Regions from separate parts of the Mus musculus genome. Here region 2 is linked to region 1. A link is a contact called in public HiChIP or PLAC-seq data. All regions are on one chromosome and are shown on one strand. The core of a region is the stretch at or near the end of the contact, and the rest is flanking DNA. Distances in the headings are between cores, read along the strand shown. Region 1 has its middle 91 kb from the start of Fam76b. Region 2 has its middle 5.8 kb from the start of Gm51286.

What was found. HiChIP or PLAC-seq counts read pairs in DNA pulled down with a chosen protein or histone mark.
Region 2: a contact with region 1 is called in an H3K4me3 HiChIP or PLAC-seq map of embryonic basal ganglia, with 4 times the contacts expected there. The contact joins two enhancer-like sites. A contact is called at or near these places in 1 of 484 Hi-C or Micro-C datasets (nephron progenitors), 5 of 115 datasets of contacts at active chromatin or transcription factors (CD8 T cells, Th17 cells, embryonic basal ganglia and 2 more) and 1 of 9 other capture datasets (embryonic stem cells).

What each region holds. Positions count from the first base shown.
Region 1 is chr9:13,916,814-13,921,615 of GRCm38.p6, reverse strand. No RefSeq gene overlaps it. Among named protein-coding and RNA genes, the nearest start is that of Fam76b, 91 kb to the right of the region's middle. Within about 2 kb of position 2,610, at least 45 of the 459 cell types and tissues checked have an H3K27ac peak or open chromatin away from gene starts, as enhancers often do. A contact at or near this core is called in embryonic basal ganglia and stem cell-derived neural progenitor cells, where this site is marked.
Region 2 is chr9:14,171,867-14,176,609 of GRCm38.p6, reverse strand. No RefSeq gene overlaps it. Among named protein-coding and RNA genes, the nearest start is that of Gm51286, 5.8 kb to the left of the region's middle. Within about 2 kb of position 2,454, at least 185 of the 459 cell types and tissues checked have an H3K27ac peak or open chromatin away from gene starts, as enhancers often do. A contact at or near this core is called in embryonic basal ganglia and stem cell-derived neural progenitor cells, where this site is marked.

The DNA of each region.
Region 1 (4,802 bases), core at 1,361-3,860:
ATTATAACTGCTCCTGATTCTGGCCTAGTATTCCTGTTTTCCTCTTCTCTGCCTTGTTAGGAGCAGTCAGCACTGTGAACAATACCAGGCCCCTCCCACCATGATTGGATGAAATGTCTCAGGAATTGTGAGCCACAGTAACTTTTCCTTCCTTAAGCTGTTTTCTCACAGTGGCAGAAGCAGCTGATCTGACCCAGGAGCTGGAGGGTAGCTCCTTCTGTGGTCTTGACTCCCACTTCACTGGTCATGAGCAGTGCTGAGCTAAAAGGAGTCACGTGAGAGAGTAAGAGCTGGAAAATACAAACGCTAATCTGAATCGTCAATGCTGAGTGCTCGACAGCAGACGAACCAGAACAGAAGAATCATTGAACTTCAAAGACCAGTCATCTGAAAGGACTCGGGCAGAGAGACAAAAATAAAAAATGAAAATGTCAAGAAGGCACAGGGACCTCTGAGACATCATCTAATGGTGACTGGTGTTTTAGCAGTTTTCCCAAACAAGAAAAAGTAAACAGGAATAACTAGGAAAAGAACGCCTCCTTTTCTGGATGCAAGATGCCCAACAAACTCCAAACATGAAGGCCAAAAGTTTACACCAAAACACAGTACCTCAGCTGTTAAAAATCAAATGTCAAGAAAACGCTGTGGAAGAATCCAGAGGAAAGCAGATTTCCCCTTCCAAGGCAATGTCTATGGAACTGTGAGGAGATTTCTCAGAAAAAGAAAAACCTTTGCAATCCAGAGGACTATGCTGTCATGGTCACATTGCTGAAAGACAAGAAAGCTACCAAGCAGTAATGCTGGACTGAATCCAGCTGTCCTTCAGAAAGAAATGGGAAATGCTGACTTTCCAAACAAACAAAAGTAACTAGAATTGCCTCACTGAGAGCACTAAAGTGAGTCTTCAAGTTGAAATAAAGGTCTACCAAAGATCAAAATTCAATCATATGAAAATATAAAGTAAATATACATATAACTACAGATTAGTATAATTCTGAAAAATATTCTAACATCAAGATTAAAATATAAAAATATTCAAAACAATCATAATTACAAAGATATTTCCATGGCACACAATACAAAATATGTAAACTTTGAGATCAATAAAAGAAAGCACAGTGAGAAAAAACTTCAAGTTCACCAGTATAAGCAATTATTGAAATTACTATCAACATAAGGAAAATGCTACAATTGAACCACAGTTTAGATAAGCCCGACAAAACCCACACACCAAAAAATTCTACTGCAAAAAAATTTGTATTTACTAATTTGAAAATTGTGACTTGCTGTCTTGAAATTGGGCTACAATTTGCTACTTGTGTTTATAGCTTAGCCCTGAAACCATGCAAGTTACTTATTTCCTGTCAATCATGTTTGGCCATCTACACACCAAGATGCCTGAGGGCAGCGACTCATACACGCTCTTAAAGCAAGCTTCATGGAAGCCATCTCAAACCTTCAGTGAGACTTTAGTCAGAGGGAATGAAGATTTGCTCAGAGTAATTTCATCTGAAGATGAAAATTCACCGCAGAACCCTCTGGGGCAGCCAGCAGTACCGATGCCACACTGTCTGGTCTTTTGGGCTCCCTCAGCACTGCTTGAGCATAGTTCTTACCAGAACCCCGTGGCTTGCCCGTGAGGCTTGAGCCTAAAATGGTCAGTGAGCCTGCTGTGCACTGAGTGTGCACATCTGCACTCTATCAGTCATGTATCGCACACATTGCTGTGGAGCAGAGCACATTTTCTGAAATATAAGAATCTTGGCACCATGATGCAGGGAGCAGTGTCTGTCTTGCTATTGAATTCACAACGGTAAGTATTTTATATATAAGGCAATCCACAAATATTTGCTGAACAATTTCCCCATGAAGAGGATTTCTTTTCTTTATCAGCTGTCTGAAGAGCAGAGGCTGAGATGGGCCCTTTCAGGCACCCGTCTCCAATGCCTGATTGCTCTGCTGGAGGGGGAGGGGAGGCAGAACTAAACAGGAAATGTGTTTATTTAGATCTCCTCTTTGGTGGAAGAACTTTTTCTTGAAGAAGTTTATGGTATAGTAGCCACCATAATTAAAATATAGTGTGTGAATATATATGAAAGGTAGTGTTATGATTTCTGCTTATTGCCAAAATTTTTTTAAAAGTTGGGAAAATTAAAACTATTCAGGTCTTGTCTCATCGAAATCTACCCTTTCACGGCAACAGAGTCAGTGCTCACCTCCTTCCACTCCTGAGCAAAGTGACACAGAGGTCTGATTGGCTGGCTGGGGCTCATGAAGCCAGTCAGTTTCCAGTTTTAATTCTGGGGCTTTATTGGATGGGGTCCTCTTATATTCTTAGTAAGGTTCCTTTTATTTTTGAGTATGCAGAACATTTACTCAAGTAAGCTCAGAATAGTTCAGACTTATGAAGGAAATAAGAGAGACCGGAGACAACAGGTGAGGCTCTAAGGATGTGGCCTCAAGCTTCCCCTGTTATCCCCAGCACAGCCAATCTTCAGCCTCACGTCCTCTCAGTAAGAAACGATTACAATGATGAGGACATTACAGCAATTCCTTTGCTTTTATTTGTCTTCTGACCGAGCTGCCTAGTTGGGAGGGTTGCTATGGAGACAGTGGTGCCATGGGCAACACAGTGCACTACATTGAAGTCTCAGAGAATCAATGTTGGGGCTTGTTGGAGAGTTTCCTGGGCAAGTTTATTGTACTGAACGAGAGAATGGGAATCTGACCTGAGTGAGTAAAAGCAGTCCAAAACATTGTGTCTGTGGAGGGCCAATTAGGTTGCTCACTGGACACTTTGGAGAGGAAACTGCCCATACTGTTCAGACACACCAAGTGAGAGAATGAAGGGTGCTAGTCTGACGGGCTGCTTCAGAGATCGTAATACTTCTTTCAGGAGGCTAGCAGAGTCTTTATTGGATTTTGCAGGCATATTGAAAATCCACTGTGATAGCAAATGAAATAAGAACCTCCTAGACTAAATAAACCAGAATGAATGGGCTTTAGCTAAGGTCTTGAAGCACTTGGGACACCTGCACTATGGTGCTCATCATTGTCCGACCCTGGCTTTCCAAACCCAAGGCTTCTTTATACACCAGTTTTCACCCATGGTATTCTGATGGCTCACCACAGGCTCTCTTTTTCTCTCCTCATTCCAGCAGTCATATAGTCATATAGATCATAGCCTTCCACAGAAAAAGTATTCTCTCTCTCTCTCTCTCTCTCTCTCTCTCTCTCTCTCTCTGTGTGTGTGTGTGTGTGTGTGTGTGTGTGTGTGTGTGTGTGTGTTACATGGAAAGGAAACTAGAGAGGAAACAAACAAAGGAAACTAGAGATTGTACATCTGGGTATAACAGAGCAGAGACACTGGGCGATTCACTCTGGGAACAGGTATGAACAATGCAAGTTCATCGTGATTGTCTACATCAGGGACTTGGGCTCCCAGCTATCACAAGGTTCTCTAAAAGTCACAGGGACTATGATAGTTTAGTTTAGTTTAGTTTAGTTTAGTTTAGTTTAGTTTAGTTTTGTTTTTCGAGACAGGGTTTCTCTGGGTAGCCCTGGCTGTCCTGGAACTCACTCTGTAGACCAGGCTGGCTTCGAACTCAGAAGTCCGCCTGCCTCTGCCTCCCAAGTGCTGAGATTAAAGGTGTATGCCACCAATGCCTGGCGATATTTTAGTGTAAGATTTTCAATCATAAATTCCATGTGGCAAGAATTTTCAAGCGGATGGAATTACATCACAACCACCACATTGAAACAAAGACCAGAGTGAATGAACACCTGTTTACCTCCTGTCTTTGTTTTAGGTGAAGTGTATGAAATATAAACATCATCTCATTAAAGGAAGGTTTAATGGCATTTAGTACATCTACAATGCTGTGTATCCTTATCTGGCTCCAAATTATCCATATCATTTACAAACTAAAGTCTGATGTCAGCCATAGTGGAGCACACGTTTAAGGTCAGTAACTGGGATACAAAAGCAGGCAGATCTGTTCGGTGTCCATGCCATGCTTGCAACATACCTGGGATGTTCCAGTTTGCTGCATGTTCTACTGGAGTTAAAGGATGTTTTCTAATGATGACTGTGAAGCCTATGGCCATTGATATTTGTTGGCAGTGACCTGTAGCTAAAATCATGGCCCAGGCAATAGGAATATGATGTACAAGAGAGATACTCTTACCCACTCAACCTGCTTTCTGCCTGTCTGTCGGTCTTGTTTGTCTGTCTGCTATCTGTTGAGGTAGGCTCTTATATAACCCAGACTAGCCTCAAACTGACTATGTAGCTGAGTATGATCTTGAGTTCATGATCCTCTGCTTCTACTCCCCAAGTGTTGGAGCTACAGGTATGGACCACCAAGCTGGGCTTTCAGAGACCAAACTCAGGAGTCAGAGATAAAAATGTTAGTGACTAGCGTTTGAACTGGGGCAAGTCAGTCAAGTCCTCTAAGCTTCATTTTTCCCCTGTAAATGGGAAATGGTGACAGGTAGCATATAACACTTTTGTAAAAATACGGCGGCACACTGTATTGAAAATCCCTATGAGACACTAGGTGCCGGTGCCAATAGATGGTAATTTTACTTTCGTTTCCTTTTGTTATCAGCCCAAGCACAGAGGACACCTGAACTTTGAAGAAGTGCGTGGACTCATTGGACCTGGTCTGTGACAGCCACACCCCTCAGAAGGGAAACAAGGCGTTTTTCACCCTTTAGAAGCTGCAGGTCATCACAGAAGCCCTTTCTGAACCAGACCCACCTTCCTGTGCCCAGGCTGGCTTTTTACAGAGTCCCATTGG
Region 2 (4,743 bases), core at 1,205-3,704, 260 kb before region 1:
TGATCCTGTCTTCATCTCCTTCCTAGGTTTTGTGTGTGTGTGTGTGTGTGTGTGTGTGTGTGTGTGCTTTACACACACTTACATACACGTGTCAGACTAGGCTTAGCATATGAGAGAGAATGTGGTTCTTGTCGTTTTTGAGGCTGAGTCACCTCAGTATAGTCCTTTTCATTTCCATTAAGTTTCCCCAGATTTTCATCTCACCTCCAGTGCAGCTGAATACAACCCCACTGTGTATGTGTATATTTTCGTCATCTCGTCCTCTGTTGATGGCTGATCCCATCTCCTTGCTATTGTGAATCCAGCAGCACGAAGCCTGGTGTGCAGATCTCTTTGTGGTAGTATGTGGAGTCCTTTGGGTCTATGCCCAGGAGTGGTATTGCTGGATCATATTTTAATTAGAAACTTCCTAGTGATTTTCCTAATGATTGCACCAGTTTGCATTCCTGACAGCAGTGAATTAGAGCTGCCCTCTCCTCACATCTTCCCCAGATGTTGTCAGTTTTCTCGACACCAGCCACTCTAACTGGAATAAGACAGAATCTCAATGTCGTTTTAATTTGAAATTCCCTGAATGATTGTTGAGATCAGACTAAACCCTGTTCTAAGTTGCTCAATGTTCTATAAGACTGTGTTTTCTAAGACAAAAAAAAAAAAGACAGCTGGGAAATATATTTATTCTGGTATACATAAAACCTCAAGTTGCCTGATGTAGTCAGAGCTCTGCTTATCTCCATAAGGAAAGCCTGAAGTCACACAAGCAAACAAGAAAGCTGAAACTCCACACAGTTGATACAGTGGCTTGCTTTTTCTCTGGTGCTTCGTCTGAGTTATGGGGAGGAGTGGTGGGAGGGTCATGTTCAGAACATCTTCAAATTCTCAGGCTCGCTGAACTAAAGAACCACAGCACGACATTACTGTGCTGCCCGCACACTAGGGGATATCAAGTTCACCCCTACCATCCCGTTTGTCAGTGTTGCTGTTAATAAGCTGTCCAAGGAGCCAGCCCCCCGCCCCTGCAACTCTAAAGGTATTCATCATCTTCAAGCACTACGATTATTGGCCAGAAAAAAAAAAATAGTAGTGGCTCTGGCAGCCAGCCAGGAGCAGCTCCATAGCTGCCCCTTCACTTTGCATCTGTTCTCTGACCTCTTTAGCTCACCAAGCTGCCACGTGCTATTTCTCTTCAGGCTGTTAATAAAATAGGTGCATGAGCGTGCACGAGCATGCACATGCACACACACAAATACACACACACACACACACACACACACACACACACTCCAGAGATCTTAACAGAAAACAAGTCCATGCTTGTGGGGAGCCTAGACAGGCCAGGGAAGCAAGGCTGTGGTGGCTGAGCCGTGAACTTTCAGTTTCCTATCCTGCCAGATGGTTTCCACCTCCATTTCAGTTCCAGAATGCCTTAAAGCTCAGGGCTAGCAGCCTGCCTACCTTAGTGACATCTGTGTTTCTAGGAAGCCAGTCTTCTGCAAGTCCCTTCCCAGCCTGCTTCCTCTGGCAGGGCACCACTGCCTTTGTCAGAGGTCTCAATGGAAGCTCCTTAAAAAGCAATACTCACAAGTGAAGGGACACTCACAGCCTATGTGTCTTTTGCAGTTGACAGCAATTTCAGGGAAGACACTAACTCACTTGACTCCTCAGCACAAGATTAGTAGCAATCCCACTCCTGGTTGAGGTAATGAACCTGGGTGCTCTGAAGAGGGCATGCGCACTGAGGATCTGAGACTTGTCTCTTTTCCCTTCCCAGAGTAGCTCTGGTCCCTTTCCACCTACATCATTCAGAGCAGCTGTGTTTGCTGAACTGTCCCATGGAGTGGGAGGCCTAGAAAGTGTTTGTCACCTCTGTGAACACAGTGTGTCTCAAACACAGTAGGTTCTAGAGACTGTTTGCAGAATGGATGAATGAATGGATGAATGAATGAATGAATGAATGAATGAATGAACAGAGGTGTGTTTATCAAGCCCACCCACACCGCAATCAGTTTCTAACAGGTTCTCAGCAGTTGACCAAGCCTGGTGCCCTCTGACAGTGGTACAGGGTCCTTCACCTTGCAGGGTCTCATTCATCTCCTGTCTTCACACTGGGTACTGGTCCTTTGCATCCTTCTAGGGGCTGAGCCAAGACAGCTGCTTTTCCACTCTGGTCTTTTCCCAGTTGAATCCCTGCTTTTATCCACCCACCCCCACCCCACCCTGTGAAACCTTTCCACCTGGCTCGAAGCCAGAGAGGCCTCTAAGTCACACTCAGAATTTCCATGACAGTAAACAGACTAAAAAAACCCCAAAGCTTCCCAGACTCTGAGAGGTCTCTTCCAATCCCACCGTGCCTGGCAGCATCCTCCCCGCACCCCACTTTAATACAGGCCTGTGGAAGGTCAATGACTCCTTTAAAAATAAAGGCGTGGTGGCTGAGTGCCCAGCTAGAACCAGCTGACAGTGCAGTTCTGTACAGCCAGCCCTCTCTTCTCTGCAGCAGCCTCCAGGCAATCTTTTCTCTAAGGTCTGCAATCTATTATGCTACAGTTAACTGCCACATTCAAATGTAAAAACAGATCCTTGGATCAACACCCCATAAAAAGCCAAGAAAAACGTGGTGGTGTTCTTTCCTGGCTTGAGCTTAGAGATTTGCAAGGGGAGAATCCTGGGCCAGAGAGGGCCAGGTGCCCTTGCTGGTTCACTGTAACTCCAGCAAGTTAGAGTCCCGGCACGCTGCAGCACTTCTAGGCATTGGCACCCTTGCTGGGGAGAGGAGGAGCAAGAGATGCCAGAGGACCAGTGACCAAAGTCCTGCACAGGAGCAGAGAGTGGAGCAGAGAGTGCTGGCTAGAGGCCTGCCAGCGCTTTCGTTTCACCCAGCTCCCTCTTTGATTCCGGTCTGGACTGGATCATCCTCGAAGATGGCTCTTTTAGACCTCCGCTCAAAACCTGCTACCCAGCTAAAATACAGATGTTTTCTTAAAACAAAGAACCATCACGCCTGCGGCGCGGAGAGCCTGGCTGCGCGCGCCGAAACACAGATTTTCATGCTTCCATGGACATGACTTGCTTTGCTGCACAAAATGAAAAAAAAAAAAAAAGTTTGTTAGGAAAGATCATAGGTGCATTTGAAGCTTTGGAAGAAAGCTGCTTTTATTCCCATTCCTGTGAGCTCCTTACCTTCCTCCCGAGCCTTGGGAGCAGTAAGCATAAAGTGGCAAGGATATTCTAATAACCAGATTTAATCTGTTCGCCAGGCAGTTGCTATAGCCACGCCCGTCTCCTTACACCTGTAGGCTGCTGCTCGTCCTGTGTCTGCCTGGCTGGACCAGCTGTTGCCCACCAGCTCTTGAGATCACAGTTTCTCTTCTGTGCCTTAAGAAGGTTTGATACCTTGTTACCACAGATATACATTTCCCCCATATTTTCCCTCTTCACCTGTTTTTTAACGAGTATTTGGGTTGTTTCTCTATATTGGCCATTATAAATAATCCAGAGTTTACATTTAATCCAAATGCAATCAGAGTTAAATATGCAACCTGCTCTTGGTGCAGAACTTGAATTCATTGTGTGGCCCACGTGGCCATGGTCAGGTCCCAGTTTCTATACTGTCTCTTGTTCCGTGAGGGTAGCTTAGTACACATGGGGCACACAGAGTATGTGTCAAATGGGTACAAAGACAAATTGGAAAGCAGGTTCTACAACAGTTTCAGTCGTAGTGGAGAACCCAAGAAAGACGACAGTGCCAAAGGCATGCTGCCTCCTGCTTTGGAGACTCGAGGGAAAGAAGCGATCACTTTAACACCAGCATGGGCCTGCTTAGGGCTGTGCAGAGAGCCTTGACCTTACACCGCTGTCCAAGTGACCCCATCTGCCCTGTGTTGTCTGAAGAAAGGTTTGTGTCACCCTTGTCTGCCATTTTCTCCCACATTCTCTTGTGTAGTGGTCTTCAAGCCAAGTTCCCCACCTGAAGTTATTTCAGCTAATGTCTATTTCCTGTCTGGACTTCTTCAAAAGGGAGATGAGCTGTGTGACGAAAAGGACGGTGCCTGCTGCTTTATTGTGATGTTTTCAAATGTTTAGAATAATGTCTAGCATATAGCAATTATACAATAAAGAGTTATTGAACGAACAGTGAATGACTCCTCCGGGGCTGGATGGCGGGTTTCCCTGAGAGATCCAATCAATAGACTGTGGGTCAGAAAGGCAGAGCTCAGGGGGAGGGGCTCAGAAGGCTCCACCTCTCTTTGATACTCTGTGTAGTTAAGGATTGCAGAGGGAGGAAGAGGTTTTTTTTTCAATGGTGAAGATACTGGTGAGATGCCCACACTCCTGTGAGTAGCTTCTTACTCATGCTTCTGGAGTAGCCCTAATTAAACTCACTGGGACACACACACACACACACACACACACACACACACACACACACACACAGAGTTCTGCCCAGTTGTGTGTTTACTTCTGTTTCTCTGTCTGGGTCCTTCAATGCCTCCCACAATCAGCCCTGGGAAGTCTAGCTTTGTGGTCTATGCAACAGGTGCTGAGCTGCTGTCCCTCTCTTCTGGCTTTCCTAGTCATTTCTGATGATGCAGGCTGGGGACTGTGGTCACAGACATGCTGACACACTCTTGCTAGCCTGTTCCTGCTAAGCCTGTTCTCTTAAGCATCCTCACACCAAACAACTGGAGCATGCCACACCCACAGGGCACTGCCTCCTCTGGGTTGAATAGCTTAGGCTGGTCC